Linked DNA regions of Mus musculus: all the other regions are linked to region 1. A link is a contact called in public promoter capture Hi-C data. All regions are on one chromosome and are shown on one strand. The core of a region is the stretch at or near the end of the contact, and the rest is flanking DNA. Distances in the headings are between cores, read along the strand shown. Region 1 holds the start of Pinx1 (PIN2/TERF1 interacting, telomerase inhibitor 1). Region 2 holds the start of Tnfrsf19 (tumor necrosis factor receptor superfamily, member 19). Region 3 holds the start of Kpna3 (karyopherin (importin) alpha 3). Region 4 holds the start of Spryd7 (SPRY domain containing 7).

Region 1 (2,631 bases), core at 79-2,578:
TGCTCCCCAAAGATGTTTTCAAACAAACAAAGGACAAAGACTTTCAAAGGTAGCTGATGCTGTGATCCAGGGACACTCACCAGGAATTCTACTCTTTGGTGAATCTGCCTTGTCCTGTAAAGATCTTTTAGAGAGGAGTGAGGGGTCATACATCAAAGCTGGTGTCCTCACTGAATGTGAGGAAATGCTCCTGTGTGCCCTCCTTCTTTAAAGCTCACCGTTTACCTGGGCTTGGGCTTGGTTATCTAGAACAGGAACCCTGGCCCAGGGAAAGGGAAAGGATTTGGGGCAAAGCCCAGATATCCTAAGTAGGTGATTTGGTCAGACCCAGCCCCATTGCCACACGGTCACATTTACTGCCTCTTCTTTCTTGTTAATAATTGGTGGTCAAGTACACAATCATTCTTGGCTGGGGGCTATCAATGTCCTCATCTTACAGGTAGGTAAACGTGACAGTCATGCCTGATTCTCAGGTCCTCCAGCACAGCCCTATTTCACCAGCACACTGCATCATAGAAGAGTTGCCCTGAGTGCATCGGGGGTCTACATGGTATCTTGTTAGGTCTGATGAAAAATGGATGTGACCTTCCTAAGGAAAGACAAAACGAGGGAAGAAGAGCCTTTGGAAGGTAAGGGCACTGGCCGGTGCTGAAGGCATGGCTAAACAAAGAAGATTTGAGAAAAGCTAAGGTCTATTTGGAAGTCGAAGCCTTGACAAAGAAAGGGACGTTGAAGGGAGAGGCTAGAGGAAAAAAGGGCAAATAAACAGCGTGGGAGATAGCTGAGGTCACACCTTTGGAGGAGACAGGACAGCAAAAAGAGGGAACAGAATGTGACAGGACGCATTGAGCAAAAATGCCAGGGAGAGCGATGGAACTGGGAAAGGCCTCTGGGATTTAAGTCTGTCACAGCGAAGACCACGAAAGAGTTAACATTTCTCGGCCGGCCGTTAAGCACAAAACCACGGTGTTTCATTTGACTTTGCCAGCTAGGTGGCTGTTTCTGCCTTCTCTCCCTCCCTCCCTCCTCTCTCAGCATCCCACAATGGGCAGAGGTAGAGTGTGAAGAGCATAGGTCCCTTCCAGTGCCAATACCTTCCTCTTCGGCCGTCTCTCCAGCTCTTTAAATGTACCCATGGTTCACAGAACCCCGGACAACTCTAAGGTTGCTTGCACACCCGCTTTCAGAGTTAAACTGCGAACTGCGCACGAACCAGCTCTGCCCCAGCCCTAGAAAGAATCTGTGCCTCAGTCCCCCAAGGCGGGTCCGCCCCTCCGCTTCATGCAGTTGGTAGCGAGTCGCGCGTGGTGACGTCAGTAGTACGCGCCCCAGCGAAGCTCTCCACCCGGCGTGCTTTCCGAGCCGGCTTCTTCCTTAACCGCGCTTCAGGTTCCTCATAACCGCTGGGCGTCAGGCCAGAGGCAGCGTTCGACAAACTTGAGACAATGTCGATGCTAGCAGAGCGTGAGTGTCTGCCGAGCTGGACGACCGGGTGATGGGATGACGGGGGCGCGGGTGTTCAGGCCCGAGTGGGGACAGCAGTGACTGCCGGGCCCGCGAGGGACAGAGAACAGCAACGTCCCGCAGACTCAGTTCCTGGTACTAAAGGCTCGGGTCGTGCGCGCACGCGTGCATTCCGACATTCAGGACACCGAGTCTCAGACTGTTGTTCCTGGAGATTCTTTCACTTTTCCAGGCTCGAACCAAGTGTCCTGGGGTTTCACAAAGATAGGTCCCATAGCATCGCTTCAGGCCCTGAATTCCAACTGTCCAAAATGTATTGGACCCAGAGGAAAAAAGCAGAAGGATTACAAGTGTCAGGCAGTGATAAGTTCTTGACCGGAGTGCAGGCTGATGAATGGTTTTAATCGAGACTGAGAGATAGTAGCTGTGGTTAGCCTCTGAAGTCCACTAATTCCCTCCCCAGAAGCTACTTTGTTCCTGAATGAGACTACGTGTAGCTATGGATTCTTGCCACCAGTTGGCAGTCGTGTGATGCTCACAAAGAACTGGCTTTTAACTTTTCCTGGAAGTTGTGTAGCTATCAAAGAACATAAACATATTATTTTCTTTTTTAAAAGATGCCATCGTGTCTATCGGGCAGTGGTGGCGAACTCCTTTAACCCCAGCCCTCGGGAGGCAGAGGCAGGCGAATTTCTGAGTTCGAGGCCAGTCTGGTCTACAGAGTGAGTTCCAGGATAGCCAGGGCTACACAGAGAAACCCTGTCTCGAAAAAACAAAACAAACAAACAAAAAAAGTCACTGTGGCGTTTTAGAACAAAGCATGTTTTAGTGGAGCACACTGCTTTTCCTGAAGGCAGCTCAATAGGTTATAGACTGGAAACTGCTCTTTCTAGGTAGATCCCTCTTCCTGGCAGTTCACCTGGTCTCTACTTCCATGAAAATGAACTAGTCTCTGCCTCACCCAGGCTTTAAAGATTTTAGTGAGGTAACTGGATGAATCTAGTTTGGAATGTCAGTGGTATACAGGATGAACAAGTGACCTGACAGCCAGTTCTTTATGCAGCAGGGCAGTGCATCTTGGGTCAGTATGTGACAGGGATGCCTTTCTTAGGGGAGAGGCGGGCTCCTTACAAACCTTGGTCAGCAACCCTTGGCAGGCATTCTCCA
Region 2 (2,631 bases), core at 38-2,537, 2.8 Mb before region 1:
CCGCTTTACACTTGAAAGGCTTCAGTCCTAAATGCCTTTGCAGAGATTCCCTTGGGAATGCGAATGGCAAGGACACATGTGCGATAGATTCACATCTCCCGGAGGCCGGAGAATAAAGTAGTAATATTGCTAGGATTGCTAGAGAGGAGTTTTGCTCCGTAGGGTGGGGGGAGATAGGGGAAGAGAAAGGAAGGTGGGGTGGGAGTGAGGGGGTGTTAACAGAATCCCACCGTTTCTAAATAAAGTAAGAGGAGGTTTTCCAGCCCAGCTTCCAGCGTCTGAAACCCTGCTGGCAACAAACATTAGCGAGGCTCTGTTTTTGTCCTGTTGGAACTACTCACTTCCAAGTAAGATTTGCATGACAGATATCAAACTCTTGTGCAAACCGCGAAACAATTGCATCAAGAATCAAATTCAGTTTCACGTGCACGCAGCCTGGTGCTGGACTTGGCTTCAGGCATGCTTGCTGGGAGCTGATAGCCATTTTTCCCCCTTTGAACATGCGAGGAAAACGCAGTGAAAGTTCCAACCACACACGAACGCCTACCTGCTACTCGCCAGTGCTGTGCTCCAGACTCACGCTTTCCGCAGCTTGGTAGCACTTCCGCGCCAAACGCTTTTACCTTCCCAAAAATGTGTGTGGGCGCAAGCCCAGACAAACTTCAAATCCAGGAAAATGGATTACCCGCGCAGATCAAAGGCAGGCGAACTAGGAGATGGAGTGCCTGTAATCTGATCGCCGATCAGTTGCTGCGCATCAAAGGCAAGGCTGAGTTTACTCGCTACGCGCGCAGATCTAGAAAGTTCGCTACCGTCTGGTTCTTTTGTTAAACGTGGGCCACGTTGTTCTGCCCCAGCTCTGGAGAGCAGGCTTCCCCAGCCTGGGCTGAGCGGCTGGATCTGCAGCTCTCTCTCGCGGTGCCCCAGCTGGGCTGCCTAGTGCCAGCGCTGCTGCGCCGCATCCCTTTCATCTCGCTGAGTGGCAGCTCCCATGACATCATGCCGTGCCGTGGGGCTGGCCGGGAGAAGCCAGTCAGCCTGATTTCTAGTCGCGTTGGTCTGTGCCTCGCCCGCGACAGCCCTGCAGTGTGTCTCTTGGCTGGGAGGGACACACCAGGACTGCTCTGGGCCTCTGTGCTCCGGGCCTGTAAGGTCCTGGATCGTTGCAGGTTCCAGTAGACAGCATCAAGCCGCTGCCTGTGACAAAAAGCACGAAGTCCCTACCAGAGCAGGGTAGTCCGAAACGCAGCAGAGCGGCACAGCAGTGTTTAATTAGGCCGTTTCTCCGAACACCTGCCTTACACCGCCAGGGTCACAGGCAAACGTTTTAAAAAGCTTGATTCCCCACCCCCAACCCCACGCGCGCGGCTCCCCACCCCAACACACACATACTGCGACAAGTCTTTAAGAATTAGTAAAATGTCTTTTCCTGGTGAAAGTATTACAGGTGGCGCCAGTCAAGTATGGCTTTCATTGAGTGAAGGAGTGGATACTACAACTTACAGAGATACCGCCACTAGCTCACTGGACACCTGGGTCAGAAGCTTGTTAATCTAAATTTGGGGTCCTAATAAAACAACAACAACAAAGGATGCCTTCCTTCTGAGTTGCAATCATGGATACCTCTAGCGACTCCTAAAAGTCACAGAAAGGTGACTTAGAGGAAAGCATTTGCTTGCAATCACTCCACAGCTTCTGTCCCAGGCAAAGCACAAATCACAGTTTGGATCCAGCTGAGAAATCGCCACCTTATTTTCTGTACTGTAAAACGGAACTTAGTGTCCGTTGTTTAGAATACCCACGAGGCTGGTAAAGCACTGTGGTCGGAATGTGGCATGTTTTTGAACATGGAGCTGTTTATTCTGGGAGAGAGAAAAGATTTCCATTATATGATGGAACTGCATCTGTTTGCAGAAGGGCACTGAAAAATATCATCTGCAGCACCCTTAGAGGAACCCACTTCCTTCCTGTGACTTCCTTCTCTTATCAGTTGCATCTCATTTTTCCTGGTGTGATATTTAAAAATAGTTTATGCCCTGTCTATCTCCAGCTGTCTTTGATTCCTGTGTAAATCTTGATGGCAAAATACTTGGTTTGTGAGTTCATTGTAACACTTAAATAGATCTATTTGGTTTCCAGTATTTTTCCCCAGTGGGAGGTGGAGGCTGAACCCCAGGGCCTGTTCATGCCCTCCATCTCTGAAATGTCCCTGAGACACATGGGGCTTACTTTGTACTTGTTTGTTTTCTTTTTCCTTTTCGAGACAGGGTCTCCAGTGTCATGAGCTGGCCTCAAAAGTGCTGTTTATTCAAAGACAGCTTTGAACTCTTGATCCTCCTAAAGGCTGGAATTACAGACATCCACTGCTACATTCAGTTTATGTGATTATGGTTTCTGAACTTAGGGCTTCATGCATATTAAACAAGCACTCCACCAATTGAACAATGTACCCAGCCTCACATCCTTCAAATGAGCAGGCATGCTTTTGCATACTATCCCAAGACACCTGTACCTACAGAGCTCCTGAGCTCCAAGGACTCATGAAATCAGGGGCAAACTATTTCCAAGAAGGCTGACTTTTCTCTGAGGTAACCCAGATGTTCCATGGTCTAGGGTCCATGCCCAGAGCCT
Region 3 (2,631 bases), core at 82-2,581, 2.4 Mb before region 1:
CATATTCCCTACTATTAGAATAGAGAAAAGGGGATGGGCTTAAAACTATTTCCCCCATCAAATCCAGAGGTTGGGTCCCAGTGAAGTTTGTGCTATTACACTTCATTGGTTTTAGTAGGAGCAGTGAGACCTCTAGCGCTACCTCAATAAGCAGAGTTTGCAAATAGTAGCTGCTAATGTCACCTTAATGAGACAATGGCAACATGCTGAGTAGCAGCAAACTGAGTGACCACAATGAATGTTTACAGTTTTGCAACCACTTGGAAAATCTACTAGCTTGGTGGCATGTGGTATATACAAGGACGTAGGAATCTTATGTATCCAATTTATTTCTGCAAAACAGGTGAAAGAAATTATTTTCCTATTATTCACACTTCGACTCCAAGACGAGCTTTAAAAAAACAAAAAACAAAACACAACAAACAAACAAAAAAAAAAACCCAAGATCAGAGGTCTGCACAACCTCCTTCCCAAAGCTTCAACACAATAGATGGTAAACTATTGTCCACCTTTAGCTCGCTCTAAATGCCAGCAGTCACAGGGGTATGAGCTGCAACAGCTCGGGAAGACTGGTCCAAAGGACCGCACTGGAATATAAGAAAATGGTCTTGGCGCATCCTACCCTCCCCCATCCACCACCCTCAAACAAGTCAGTTACCCGGCTGGTCCCCACCCCCCTCTGAGGGCTGCCACCGCCCGCCTGGGCCCGGCTCGCACAAGGTAAGCGCGGGGACCGAGGCTCCATGTGCGGCAGCGCGGGAGGCTGCACCGGCTGCGGACACGAGCGGCGGCGCGGCCCGGCCCCGGCGGTGCGGGTGGCACGCGGGCCGGCAGCATCCCGGTCCGTCCTCCCGCGCGGCCCGCGGACCCCGCCTCGGCTCCACATCCCTTCCCCTCCGACGCCAGGCCGCGCCCGCGCAGCGGGGCCGAGCGCTCAGTGGTCCCAGGTGCCGCGCTAGTCGCTCAGAGGGCGGCTGCTGCCCGGGCCGCGGCGCCCCGAGGCGGCGGCCAACTCCGACTGACCGCCAGCCGGCGAGAGCCAGCGGCCGCGGCCCCCGCCCCTCCCCTCCCAGCCGCCCGGCCCGGCCGGCCCCGGAGCACACTCGCCTCCACATCGCGGCCCTTGTTCTTGAAGCTCTTGATGCGGTGGTTCTCCAAGCCGGGGTTCTCGGCCATGGCTGCGCGCGGCTCCGGAGGCGTCTGCTCCTGCGGCGGCGGCGGCGAGTCGAGCGGGAGGGGACGAAGGGGGAGGAGCGCGCGCTCCGTGACGCCTGGAGCGCGAGGTGGCCGCGGCGCGGGGGCGGCGCTGAGGAGAGGCGCGCGCCGGAGAAGGCCAGGGCGCTGGCCTGCCGGCTGTCGCGGTGACCCTGCCCTCACCCCTTCGTAGGGCCTCCCCACAGCCGCTAGTCATGTGCTAGAAATGGAGCCCGACCTAGTCGCTTTTACCGCCACCGCTGAAGCGGGGCGGAGGGCGGAAACTACAGTTCCCAGCATGCCAGGCGCGGGTCTGAGCCACGCCGTGAGAGGACGAGAAGCATGCCGGGAGGGCTGTGCGCGCGCTTTCGGCTCGGCGCTCTCTGAGCGCGGGCTCGAAGCCCCACCTCTGGGCGGGGTGGTGGGCGGGGAAACTCTGGAGATGGCACCTTGCGGCCTATCGGGAGAGAGAGGCGGAGCTTCGGGGGCGCACCTTGCTCCCTACAGCTTGGAAAATTAGAAAAAGAACGGCCACGCGTGCTTTGCGCTTTTGGCTTCTTTAGGGTCTCCTCAAATAGCAGCCACCCTCAAACCCTGTTCTTTTGCTCTGCTTCGGTTTTATAAATAGCACGCTTGTTTCCACTCCACAAATACATGTGAGTGTGATGTGTGTGTTTATGCTTGCTTCTTGCACCTCTATTAAACTCAATGAGAACAGAGACATTGTTGGTCTCAAAAATCTGTCAGATCAAAACAGTAACTAGTAAATTCTCATTAAAAAAGAAAATGTGTTCTAGTATCCCCTGATTTCTCCAAGCATCCTTGTGCAGCCTTCACTTTGGCAGCCCTACCTTTCTATGACCCCATGCCTTAGTCCACCTTAACACACAATGTAACCTTCAGGCAGTTAATCAGACCCTAGGGCTGCAGACTCCAGACTGCCATCTCCCTTTAGCTTCTCATTGGAACAATAACAGGTTTTGGTTGATTTGGGTTGGTTGGTTGTTTTGTTTTTTGTTTTGCTTTTGTTTTTACAGCAGGTGGACTTTATTTGATTATTATCTGAGACTATTACATTTCAGAATTGTCTTAATTAGGGTTTCTATTGCTGTAAAGAGACACCATGATCATGGCAACTCTTATAAAGGAAAACATTTCATTGGAGCTGGTTTACAGTTCAGAGGTTCAGTCTATTATCATCATGGCAGGAAGCTTGGAGGTATGCAGGCAGACAGTGCTAGAGAAGGAGCTGCGAGTTCTACATCTTGGTCCGCAGGCAGCAGAAAGGGACTGTGCCCCAGGAGGGACCTAGCTTGAGCATAGGAGACCCAATGCCCACCCCATAGTGTCATATTTCCTCCTAATACTGCCACTCCCTATGGGCCAAGCAATCAAACACATGAGGCTAGGAGGCCATTCCTATTCAAACCACCACAA
Region 4 (2,631 bases), core at 55-2,554, 2.3 Mb before region 1:
GGCTTAAAGGTATTTAGTACTGAAATTCTGTACTAGAGACTGTAAATTTGTGGTGGCACTGTACACCATAGTAAACGACGACTGCGTATAGTACTGCAATAGAAAATATAATGGGCAATGTTTCCAGACTTGTAGATTATCTGGGCAGAAAAGAGTTTTGTTGTAGATATTAAGAATGCTTGTGTTACTTAAATACAGTCTTTTAGACAATGAGGTATTTGGGGAAATCAAAAAATGCATTAGTTTATTGTAATAATACACAAAAAGACAGCACTCTAACTGAAATAATTATTCTGGGAAATCTGCCTGGATAATATTCCAGAAGCTTGGAAAGGGTCTAAGAACTGAAGTAATCCTATGTAGAAAAAGATGCTACAGGGGGGGGGGAATGTTGGATGAGAAATTATTATTAAATTAATTATAAAGCCATTGGGAACTGGAAAAAAATGGATGAGAAGGAGCACTGTTCTATTTTGCAATCGCTTGGCCCGATGGCGAGAGTCAGATAAAATTACAGCGTTCCCAACAGTGACTAAGGTGTCCAGCAATGGAGATTTTAGTGGAAGTGGCTTGTTACGACCTGAGGCTCTACTCCAGGCTTCTGCAACCGGCCCTGTTTGGGCTTCAGGAAGTGAGGGGAAAATTACTCCCCCAGAACAAGCTTCAGCCTATATTTGATAGTGCTGAAGACAGGACTCAGCAAACACTAGGTGACACTCGACACCCGGGCACTGATGGCGGGCGGGCGGGCGAGCGCCCCCGCTTCCTCACCTGGGAACACCTGACTCCTCTCTGAGAGATTCAGCCCTGGGAGGCTGGCACAGCCCATGCCCGATGACCGAGGCCAGAGAGGCCACAGGGGGCTGCGTGGTCACGTGGTCCCCGCCCCATTTCCCTCGGCCCTCGGTGGGCGGTTGGGTCCAGTCGGGAGGCCCTTACCCATGTGCTGCGTGTCCAACTGTACGGCCGGCATCTCCTTGAGAGGAATGTGGCCAGTCCCGCCGTCCCTGCAGCAGCGCAGGCAGCACCACGCCGACGCGGCCATGGCGTAGCTACACAGCCCCACCGCTCCGCCCGCGCCCGAGTGCTTCTGGGTCGCGGGAGCCTCGCAGCCCGCACAGCGACGCCAGGGCCGGGAGGCGAAGCGGAGACTGAGGCGAGGTCCCCCGGCGAAGGAGCGAGGACCGCCCGGAGGGGCGGGGCGGTGTCGGGAGGTGGGCGGGGCCAGCGGCCAGCCCAAGTCAAAGAGGGTGTGGCGGGTGGGCAGGGCGCTGTAGAGAGCCGAGCAGGGGCCCGGGCTTGACTGACTGAAAGAGGGCGGGGCCAGTGGCCTGACGCCTGGAAGAGGGCGGAGTTGGGGAAAAGGTCCGGGTTTCTGAAAGTGGGCGTGGCCAGTGGCCTGACTGACATGGGGTGGGCGTGGCGGCGTGCGCAGGCGTGCTGCGGCGTCCTCCCCTAGGCCCTGTGGCTGGCAGGTGAATGGTGGAGCTGAGAGTCGTCGGGATTCCCTGCGGCTGTGGTTGTTGCTGGTTTGACAGGGCCTTCTGTGCTGTTTATAGGGTCTGGAACTCCAGCCCTGACCGCCTCAGCCTCCGTAGTAGCTCCGTGCTGTGTCGGCGCGCTACTGGTAGCTGCCTGGGGCGGCTCCGCAGTGATTTTTAGGGATCGGCAGACCTCCTTTGGGCATGGAGCTAATAAAACGCCCGGGAGTTTTCCGTCGGAACTCTCCGGCTCTCCGCATCCTGCCACGCAGACTCCGAGGACCCGGTCTTTGGGTGTGCGGCGAGGCTCTTCGCATTTTCCATGCACCGGCGTTTATCATTGGGTTGATTGCTGCGTGGACCCAGGACTTGCAAGCAGTCACCCTTATGAGGGGACTACGGGAAGGGGTCGGGACAGGGCCGAAAGACGACTTTTTAAAAAGTCATTATTGTATATTCGTGCTCAGGACGTGCGTTCAGGCGCTCTCGTGCCACGGCAAGGTCTGAAGACAACTCTCAGAAATAGGTTTTCTTCCCCCTACCTTGGAGATCCGGGAATCGAACTCAGGTCTTCAGGCTTGCTTTCCGATCAGACAGTCTTACTCAGCTTTCTGGTGCACCAATGGTTCCTAGAAATGTGAAGGGAATGCCCTGAGAGAGGGTGAAGAGAAACTCAGCTCTTACGGGGGTCTGCTGCTTCCTATTACCATATCGAAGGAAGGCCCCAGTGGGGGTCACTTGTTATCTGTCTGTCGTTATCCCTCACACCCCATGGTGTCCCAACAGAATCTGGCTCAAACCTCTCTTCCAAGATAAGATTCCCACCCTGGAAGTTTTCTGGGTCTTCATCAAATCCTGGAAAACTGAACAAAAATTCCCAATTCTTTAGTAATGGTTTCCCATACATAACCTTTTAGTCACCTGAGTGTAAATATACTTTATTGAGATTTTTAGCCATAGGATGAGGGAAAAATTTCAGACTTTGGTTTCTTCTATTTATAAAAATATTTTTAGGGCTGGAGAGATGGCTCAGCAGTTAAGAGCACTGGCTATTCTTCCAGAGGTCCTGGGTTCAATGCCCAGCAACCACATGGCAGCTCACAACAACTGTCTGCAACTCCAGTTCCAGGGGATCTGACATCCTCAAACA

The links. Promoter capture Hi-C pulls out the DNA fragments that hold promoters and counts their contacts.
Region 2: a promoter capture Hi-C map of pre-B cells shows a contact between it and region 1, with 3 times the contacts expected there. The contact joins the promoter of Tnfrsf19 here to the promoter of Pinx1 in region 1.
Region 3: a promoter capture Hi-C map of liver shows a contact between it and region 1, with 3 times the contacts expected there. The contact joins the promoter of Kpna3 here to the promoter of Pinx1 in region 1. A contact is called at or near these places in 2 of 39 promoter capture datasets (liver and pre-B cells) and 1 of 115 datasets of contacts at active chromatin or transcription factors (astrocytes).
Region 4: a contact with region 1 is called in a promoter capture Hi-C map of liver, with 3 times the contacts expected there. The contact joins the promoter of Spryd7 here to the promoter of Pinx1 in region 1.

Annotation. Positions count from the first base shown.
Region 1 is chr14:63,858,984-63,861,614 of GRCm38.p6, forward strand. It overlaps Pinx1 (PIN2/TERF1 interacting, telomerase inhibitor 1), which reads left to right and starts at 1,329. Exons shown (of 7, transcript NM_028228.3): 1 at 1,329-1,464. The coding sequence starts at 1,446.
Region 2 is chr14:61,045,568-61,048,198 of GRCm38.p6, forward strand. It overlaps Tnfrsf19 (tumor necrosis factor receptor superfamily, member 19), which reads right to left and starts at 1,288. Exons shown (of 10, transcript NM_013869.5): 1 at 548-1,288. The region is part of intron 2 of Gm41167 (a long non-coding RNA gene); the gene reads left to right.
Region 3 is chr14:61,438,616-61,441,246 of GRCm38.p6, forward strand. It overlaps Kpna3 (karyopherin (importin) alpha 3), which reads right to left and starts at 1,332. Exons shown (of 17, transcript NM_008466.5): 1 at 1,108-1,332. The coding sequence starts at 1,176.
Region 4 is chr14:61,555,582-61,558,212 of GRCm38.p6, forward strand. Spryd7 (SPRY domain containing 7) reads right to left here and starts at 1,305. Exons shown (of 5, transcript NM_025697.4): 1 at 940-1,305. The coding sequence starts at 1,045.